Regions from separate parts of the Mustela erminea genome. Here region 2 is linked to region 1. A link is a contact called in public Hi-C data. All regions are on one chromosome and are shown on one strand. Each heading gives the region's core, a stretch centred on a gene start, on an enhancer-like site or on the middle of the called end of the contact. The rest is flanking DNA. Distances are from core to core; before and after follow the strand shown.

Evidence for each region. A called contact is a pair of places that touch in the nucleus more often than the background predicts.
Region 2: a contact with region 1 is called in a Hi-C map of fibroblasts, with 4 times the contacts expected there. The contact joins the promoter of ZFP36L1 here to the enhancer-like site in region 1. A contact is called at or near these places in 2 of 3 Hi-C or Micro-C datasets (fibroblasts and spleen).

The regions. Positions count from the first base shown.
Region 1 is chr5:114,942,060-114,946,273 of mMusErm1.Pri, forward strand. All of the region lies in intron 8 of RAD51B (DNA repair protein RAD51 homolog 2), which reads left to right. Among named protein-coding and RNA genes, the nearest start is that of ZFP36L1, 370 kb to the right of the region's middle. Within about 2 kb of position 1,617, the one cell type or tissue checked has open chromatin away from gene starts, as enhancers often do. A contact at or near this core is called in fibroblasts, where this site is marked.
Region 2 is chr5:115,313,227-115,317,651 of mMusErm1.Pri, forward strand. ZFP36L1 (mRNA decay activator protein ZFP36L1) reads right to left here and starts at 2,300. Exons shown (of 4, transcript XM_032344582.1): 1 at 2,200-2,300; 2 at 1,434-1,696; 3 at 333-424. The coding sequence starts at 2,285. It overlaps LOC116591571 (a long non-coding RNA gene), which reads left to right and starts at 2,367. Exons shown (of 3, transcript XR_004286057.1): 1 at 2,367-3,817; 2 at 4,150-4,425.

The DNA.
Region 1 (4,214 bases), core at 367-2,866:
ACTTATGTAACATTTTGGAGTCCGTAAATGAAGTGTTCTGTTAAGTTGCTGACTGTTCTTAAAATTTCCTCAACTAACATTGTGGAAATCCATTGTCATGCATATCATTGCTGAGCGGGGTCATAACTAGACTACAAGTCTTGAGTAGTGGAAACATGTAAACCTTGAGGTTCCAGTCATTTATTTAAAAAGCTACCCATTTATTTCCTAGATTTTAATACTAAGAGGTTAGCCTGTTATAGTTTTGGTTTCCACACTAAATCTTCCCGCTTGGGTCTTTATCCTTCCCCATTTTGGATTGTATCTATATTGGCATATGCCAATGGGTTTTCCTGAGTGAGGTCAGCTGGAACACTAGTATTCTGACGTTAACTTTCCCCTGTAGGAGTAAAGAGAAGTAAGTATCCCTGTTAGCCAGTACAAATTCTTCACATGATACTCTTCAGACACTGTCAGGGACCCCTTGGGACCAGCACTGGATGAAGCTTAAAGAAAGTGTACTATGGTGGAGAAAATGCTGGAGCCAATGTATGCAGAGATACAATAGTAGTAGGGGGTCTTGGAGATGGGAGGGGTGTTAGAGGCCTCTAGTCCTGCTCCCTCATTTTTCAAATGGGGAAACTAAGGCTTAAGGAGTTCACAGAATGGACTTAGAAGTTTGATGTTCCATCACTCAGCCAGATGTCTGTACTCTTTAGGAGGCAATGTCTGAGGAGTGATTAGGGTGATCTAGGCTGCATTAAACTAGTGCCGTCTCTGGTAGCATCTAAAACCTTCCTCTTCTCCAGGTCACCCCCACAGAGAGAGTATTGATTCATCTTTCCTCTTTCCTCATCTAGAGATGTGATGGTGAGAGGAACTTGGCATTCTATCTGATTGGCATTAGAAACTTGGCCTTCTGCTGGAGAATTCAAAAGTTTAGTTCAGGAGATGTTCAGAAGATACCTTTCTCCAGAATCAGGTGGTAGATGTCAACTGTTATTAAATTTATGAGGCTTTCTTCCTTCTTTCCTTTCCTTCCTTCCTTCCCTTTCTTTCCTTCTTTCCCTTTCCATTTCTTCCTTCCCTTTCCTTCCTTCCTTTTCTAGTGGTATTCTTTTTTAAACTTGTTTCTGATCCAACCTCTTAATCCTCACTTTTCAAGTTCAATTACATTACTGTTGTCATAGATGTATCAGTTGTCGAGTCTTGAGTATGCAGAGATGCTGAGCTTGCCCTTCTGAAATTCTTCCGGGGTCAACTGGCCTTATTTGTCTGGGTCCAGGCAAAGAGAATATTTCCAACTCCTTGGGGACTGTCTTGGCCTTGAGCAGAAGTGGGGTCTGAATCATTACCTAAGAGAGCTTTGTAGATTGTCACAGTTGGCAGCCTCAGGACTTGAGCTAATCCTGGAAATTCCTTAACTTCCCAGAAAGAAGGCTCCACAAGGTCAGGCTGAGGTCCTCAGAGAGAGCAGATGGAATAAAGCTTGCAACTAGTCACTTCTGCAGCTGGACCTGGAGATAAATAAAGTCATACCCATTTTTGTGGATCATCAAGCCTTTGCTTCTCAGGGGCTATCCGTTCTTGCTGCTTTTTCCCTGTGTGTGCAGGGAGGAGGCACTGCAGTCACCGAAAGAAAAGCAAGAAAATGTGTTGACTCAGTTCCCATGGTGAATGCAAGGAAAGCCAGGCCAATGGAAACAACTGAGAAATTACAAAATGTGTTTCTTTCTGGCAGCGGCGCAGTCGGTCCTTCATATCCAGTCACTATAATCGACTCATCACCCAAACTCTTTCCAGGGTCATTATCCCAGTTGTGGGGGGCTGCTTCTCCTGCAAACAGATGTTGGTTTTACTAAGTGTCCTCTCTCCCCAACTTTCTCTGTGGCAAGTGAAGAGTATCAAAGCATCATTTAGGGAAAGAAAGTTTAAAAGATCAGAGAAAAAATCCTGCAGATCTTCTAAAGGCTCTGGCATAACTGGCTCAAGTCACATAAATTATAAACTATGAAGCCACCTGTAAAATCCAGTTTTAATTAACTTGAAGGCATGTTGGTGTTTTTTGCTAAAATGAAATTGTATTGCAGTGGAAAACCACCAAGACAAGGTACATTGGGGCATTGTTCACTGGGGCTTGGGTGTTGGCAAGCGAATCGTGTACTTAGAAAAAGCTAAGTAAACCTTGTTTCTCTGGGGCCTTCTTAGCTTTGGAGGACTTGTCCTGTGTTCCCTGGAATGTAGGGAGTGCCCCCAGGTAGGACCCCGGTGCAACTCAAAAAGTATGCCGATTCTTATTTTTATTACCATTCTAGTCTTCCGTCATCCCGCTCCCTGCCTGTCCCCATCTCTCTTTAGCCCTTGGCCTTGACACCCTAGGACTGCCTCTTTCATTCCCCCCCTTGCACTGACTGATCTGATCCCCACTATCATTTGTGTGAACAGTGGATGACAGAGAGCACTCTCTAAGGAGACAAGAATGCTATTTCAGGCTTACAAGACAAATGGAGCCCAGACACCACAAGGGGCTGGTGAAAACTTGAACCCCTCTTTTGAAACTCGTACTTCACTAGTTATCTGCGAGCTGAAAGGGACCTTCAAGATCCTCTAATCAAAGGCCCTCATTTTCCTAAGGAGGACACTGAGCCTCAAAGGTGAAGTGACTTGCCCGAACTAGTGAAGACCATTCAAGGGGGGCTTCTCCATCTCATCTCCTGCCCTTTCCCCTCCAGCCAGTGCTGCAAGTTCTGCAACCCTGTTGATTCCAACACAGCCCCCAGCCTGGGAATCCTGCCTTGTCAGCAGAACGTCTCTGCAAGCTGACATAGGCCATGTGCGCGTTTGGTCAGGAGGGTGGCCGGGTTTCCCGTTCCGGTTCTGCCTCTGCTTTGTTGGCTTAAACGAGTCACTTCTTCCTTTGTCTATTTGCCCGATTGCTAAGGAGAAGATAATGAACCTTTCCACCTATCGGGCTCACTTGAGTGTTATAAAGAATAATCAGGTGATATTTGTGAAGTGCTTTGAGCCTCTGGGAATGAGGAGGGGTGAGTTCAGTAGAGAGCATTATTAGCTGCAAGCACTTATCAATGGAGCTGTTTAACAATAGTGGAGAGTAAGGATACTCAGAAATGAATTCCAGGGACTAGCCCTGCTTTGAATTGAGGAGGAGGATTAGCAGGGACCTAATAGGTATTCCCCTTCTCCAGTTTCTTTAGTGTGCCGTCAGACTGGGAAAGGTAATGACATTCTTCTGTGTCGGATTCAGCCTGGAGTTTCAATTGGGATGTCAAAGTGTACTTGTCTTCTATTCTCATACCGAGGCTGTGTTATGATTGTTAAAGCCCTGGGCATCTTCTATCCCCTGGGGTAATTTCACTGAGAAGCTATACAAAGTAATTTCTATGCAGCGGCTGGGCTGCCGTTTATAAGGTTGATTAGTGGAGCTTCTAAATCTAAAAGTGCCCGGGGAGCAATGTGGGTGATGTGGAGAAATAAAAGGCAAGGTCTTCATCATGGTTGATCTTTTTTTACTATCCCGCTCTGTGGGGATTTTCTCGGGAACTCAAATGTACGGACGGCGCAAAACACGGGGCCTAATGGCCACCGTGTCATTCTCTTGCGTGTGAAAACAGGGATGTAGCCCAAGTGAACGTGAACTTGCCAGGTCACTAAATACATTTAGAGCCACCTTTTAATGTCCCCTTCCCCACCAAGGGGTCGATGAGCGAGCGTTGTTTCTGGGCACCTGAGACATGTGAGAATGTTTTCGAATGGTTATTCTGAGGAAGGAACTGTTGTTCCACACTCATACCCCACTGTTTGAAGACCCTCCATCCTGAGTTCAGGTCTCTCTCTCACTTTCAGGGTCAGGAAGACAGGAAAAGAAAATCAAAGCCGGAGACATGTTTTGAGTTCGTGCAGCTCTCGTGGGCCAGCAGGACAATGAACCAGGAAGGATGGGGCTCTCTTCTTAGTGGGAAGGAGTAGGGCCAGATTTGATCATCGTTTTCTGGAGGGTAGGGAGAGCACAAGATGTCATTTGGAACTGTAATTTTCCTGATCAAAGTTATATTAAGGAACATGCACCAATTGTGTCTTTGTCCCCTGAAGTCTGTGGGCCTCTCCCTAATGGCCGCTCCCACGAACCCCCCTCCCTCACACCCATTCTCCAGACCTCCTCCTGTAGGGGTTGCCTGTCCAGCTTTTCCCTCATGGAAGGCGAGAGGTGCCTGCAC
Region 2 (4,425 bases), core at 1,050-3,549, 370 kb after region 1:
TCTGGGAGTTGGCTCCCAGCCCATGTGGGTGTCATTGTACAAATTCTAAAGTTGGTCCCTTAGGATCAGCTGCAGGGGATCGGGAATCTGTAACAGCAACCACCCCACGGAGCGGATTACAGGAACCAAGTTGAGAGCCGGTTCCCAACAATAAGGTTCATTTAAAAAGTCCTGCGGGGGGGGGGGGGGGTTGCAGAGGGCGAGAAAAAAAAAGAAATAGATCAAAGAGCGAGAAAGCCGGGAAAAGAAGGAAGTGCTGGAAAGCTCAGGGAGCCGCCAGGGCAACTGGAGTCTGGGAAAGCGCAAGGAGGGAAGGAAGCTGAAATTCAAACTTTTTTGATGTTGCTCTTCAGCTCCTCGGCGTCCCTGCACCCCAGCCCTGCAGCCCTGGGGCCCTGGCAGCTGGGCCGACTGGAGAAGCAAGCTGAGAAAAGAGAGCGACATGACCCGACGTGTTTAAAAGAAGGCAAAACACTTTAGCAATTAAAAGTAGCCTAGCAGCTCCCTGCTTCCAAATTGGGGAGAGGGGGCAAAATTAATTTAACATCCATAGGCTTTTGCTATATACACTTAAACCGCACTCCTGGGACATTTAGTGTTTAAAACCTGCTATTTTTTTTTCCCCCACACCGGCTGGCAAGCTATACCACTTAAGGAGGCCCCATTAAATCCTTCCTCACAGAGCCCCTTGAGCACATCAGGCCGGCATTTTGTTGTCGAGTTCCCCCACTCCCTTGGAAAACAGGTAAGCGGGTCAACCCCAGTCCCATTTTCACCCCATAGTTTTCAGCACCCCAAAGGCTATCACAGAAGGAAGCCTGACTGCGCTGGGGCAAACTGAAGCCCCACTGCAAACCCGTTTTGCAACATCCTTTTGAATCACAACTCTTGGCCTTTTCCTCGCACATTCCCAGCCCTTCCACATCAGAGGGAGAAATCTCCCAGCAAAACGTCCTCCCGAGACTCAACTTCCCCCAAAGGGCGCCCCTGCTGACCCCACAGGCTTGACAGTGTGGCTGGAGAGACTCGAACCCCCTTCCGGCGGCGGCGAGACCCGGAGCGCGAACCGAGCAGATCAGCGAAACCCGGTTTAAGCAGCCCATTAGGGACGACAGAACCACCAAAACTGCCCCAGTCCGCCAACGCCCCGCGCCCCCCGGGCAACCCCGCCACTCCAACTTCGCCCCCCAAATCTCTGGTCTCCAAATTCCTATGCAGTCGCCGGGAAGACCTGATGAAACTCAGGGTGGAAAGAGGCGAGCCAAATTCCTTTAAACTGGGGCGCGGGGGGGGGGGACGAGGCAGAAAAAAGACCCATCGCGCCTCCCCTCCTCTCTTCCCTGCCTACCAAGACCTGAACTTTTAGGGGTTCTTTCTTTAAGCAAAAAAGAAAAAAGAAAACTTTGAGAAGCAAATCCTCCGCCCCACTCTACCTTGCATAAAACTTCGCTCAAGTCGAAGATGGTGGCGGACATGAGGGTGGTGGTCATCCTGGGCGCTCGCACGGGGGCAGGGACGGGATCTGGTGTGTCGCGAAGGTCTCGGTGCGGGGAAGGCGCAGCCTCCGGCTCTCCGGTCTGGAGTCCCACACGCCTGCTCCCGGCGCCCCTCGCCTTTCTGACTCTCCCCGCCGCGGCGCGCGAAGCCCAATTTATAAAGTACAGATTTGGTGGGCCGGGGGAGGAGGAGCTTTAAACTTATTTAAATGAGGAAGAGGAGGGAAAAAAAAGTTGATTGACACTGAAGTTGAATCAGCCATGCGGTCAAACTCGGGGAAAAAAAAAAAAAAAACTTTCAAAAGGAAGAAGGGGGAGGGGAAACGAGGAAAGAAGCCGAAGGGAAAAAAAAAAAAAAACCGACTGGGAGTCGCACACAACTTTTTTTTCTTAAAGAGGAAAAGTTTCGAGTCCGCTCGCTCGGCTACCCGGCGCTTGGGGCGCCCCTCTCTGGGGCCGCGCTGCGCGAGGGGGAGGGGCGCGCCCCCCCTTTGTCAGGCTGCGAGCGCGGCTCTGTGACATCACTCATTCCACCCTCTTCGGGGTTCTTGTTGTTGTGTTGTTTTTTTTGTCGGGCAGGAAGGCGGGCTCGACTTTCTCTTTTTGCAAGCGGGAGCAGAAGGCCGTCCTTAGAGCCCGGGCTGCGGTTTCCATCTTGAGCAGATCTCCCCCGAAACTTCTCCAAGTGCCCCCCATAACTTACTTGTTTCCCGAGTTCTCGTCTTCATTCGGCTGTCTTCCCCAACCGGGCAGGGCCAGGAGATCGGGAGTTTGGGACGCAGAAAGCATTCAGGTCTAGGGGTTTCGGGGTGTTGTTGTTGGTGGTGGTGGTGGTTTTTTGGTCCTCAGCTGGACGGGGCGGAGGTAGAGTGGTGGGGGAAACTAGGGAGACTTTTTCCCCGGGGAGGATCCGGCCCCGCGCGGGGAGCGCAGCAAGATTTCGCGCGCCGCACGCGTCTACACTCTCCTGCGCTTTGCAGCAGGACCGCGGGAGGGGGAGCCGCAGAAAAGCCCGGGAGGATTGGTTGTTTGTTTAACAGGCCTGGGAGTGGGATTTATTTCACGCACCCAACCTTAAAAGTTTTTCATAAAGAAAACCCGAGCCCTCGTGAATGCCCTTTCCAGTCCGCCCTCCTCCCGCCCAATTAAAAAAAAAAATCATTAACGCACCAATTTCCACGCGCGCTCTGAACTAGGGGGCACACACACACCCCTAGACACTTGAACAATGATGAAAAAAAGTTACTTTGGCAAGAATGAAGGTAAAGAAATGGGGGAGGCGACACTTTTAACTTCTTGTTGCTTCTCCCCCGCCCCCACGGGAACGGAACATATGGCTTGTCACGCTGCGCTGTTTTGGCGGGGTGGGGGGAGGACGGTAGTAGCAGATCCTCGAAACCGAAAGCCCCCTCCCCAATGGATTACTCCTTTTAAGACTGTTATATATTTACTGTTAGGTTCGCATGCCTCTCCATCCACCCAAATACAAAGTTAAAGTGTCGCCCACGGCCCCCGCCCCGGTGCTGGAGCGAAGACCCAGGCGGAAATCGCGGGGCTATGTTTCTTTCCTATTTCCCCGCGTGCCGGCCGCCTCCTCAGCCCTCGCACGTTTCTTCCCAGCACTCGAGGCCGCCGGGTCTGTTATGAAACCCCGAGCGCTGAGTGGCTAAGAGCGGGTTCCATTGCGATGTAATTAGGTCACCCCATTATGAGCACGTTTCTTTGGAAAGGACAGGGCGGGCGGAGCAGAGCGCTCGAGTCGCGCTCTCACCACCACCACCCACCCACCCACCCACACACGCATTTTTATTACATTTCTGATGTATTCGTCAACCTCCGAGCGGACCCAGGGAAACCTTCCAAATCACAACGAAAGGAACCGGTTGTTTTTCATCTTTCAGAAACACACAACAACTGCTGCAGCCACGAATCTACGCGATCCTAGCCCGGTCTGCTGTTATATGCCCCTCTGACTTAAACTGATGACGGCCCCCATTTTTGACCTGGATGCTGCCCCTCGCCTTGCCTTCTGCTGCTGTCCAGCCTCCTGTTGCTTCCCCCCCCCCCCACCACCACCACGCCCCGTTCCCATTTTTCAGCTTTTCTTGAAATCTGGCAAGCGCCAGAAAGGGAAATAACTTCCATCCACCTTAATTTAAATCATTCAAGTGTAAGTTTCTTTCTTAAAGGAGTGTTTGCTCGCTCCTTTCCCCATGCTCCCCCTCCAAGTCGGGGAGGGGGGGGCGTCGAGCAGTTTCTTGGTGATGAGGTAATGAGTTCCAGATTTCAGGACAGAGCAGGCTGCGCGTTAAAACCACAAGGTTAGTCTGCGTCCTGATGTGAAGCTATTTCGTCTTTTTATCTCCCTCCCCCTCCCACCTCCAAAAAAGGCCCATTGGTCTTTAACTCTGGAGGGTTCGCGAAGCTCTGCTGGGGGGAACGGAGGAGGGGTGGAGAAGCGAGGGAGAAGGGGGCCCCGGAGCGGGTGGGGCCGCCTTCCCGGCCCCAGGCCCGGCCCGCACCCGCTGTCCCCCTGCGGCTGCAGGGCCAGCCAGAAGTATCGTCACGTTGCCCGGCGCCGCAAGCTAGCGAAAAAGTCTTTATTCTTTTTTTTTTTTCTTTTTCTCCCCCCACCCCCACCCCACCCCCAAAGAGATCGCCGATTCCTCGAATTTCCTCCGCTTTTCCAACTCCCGGCCGCCGATCCCCTCCCCCGCTCCCGTGGCGCGGGCTAGGCGGGGCGGCGGCCTGGCCCGCTCGCTCCGGAGTTGTTTACCGGCCCCGCCGACCCACCGAGTTTGTTCCAGCTCCCAGAGCCTGTCTCTATAATTAAACTCTTTTTTAATTGTCGGGTTGAAACGTCATTTCGGGGACTTTCCAAGGGTGAGGGAGCCGCGGGGAGGGAGCGAGCCTCCTTAACCCTTCGCTG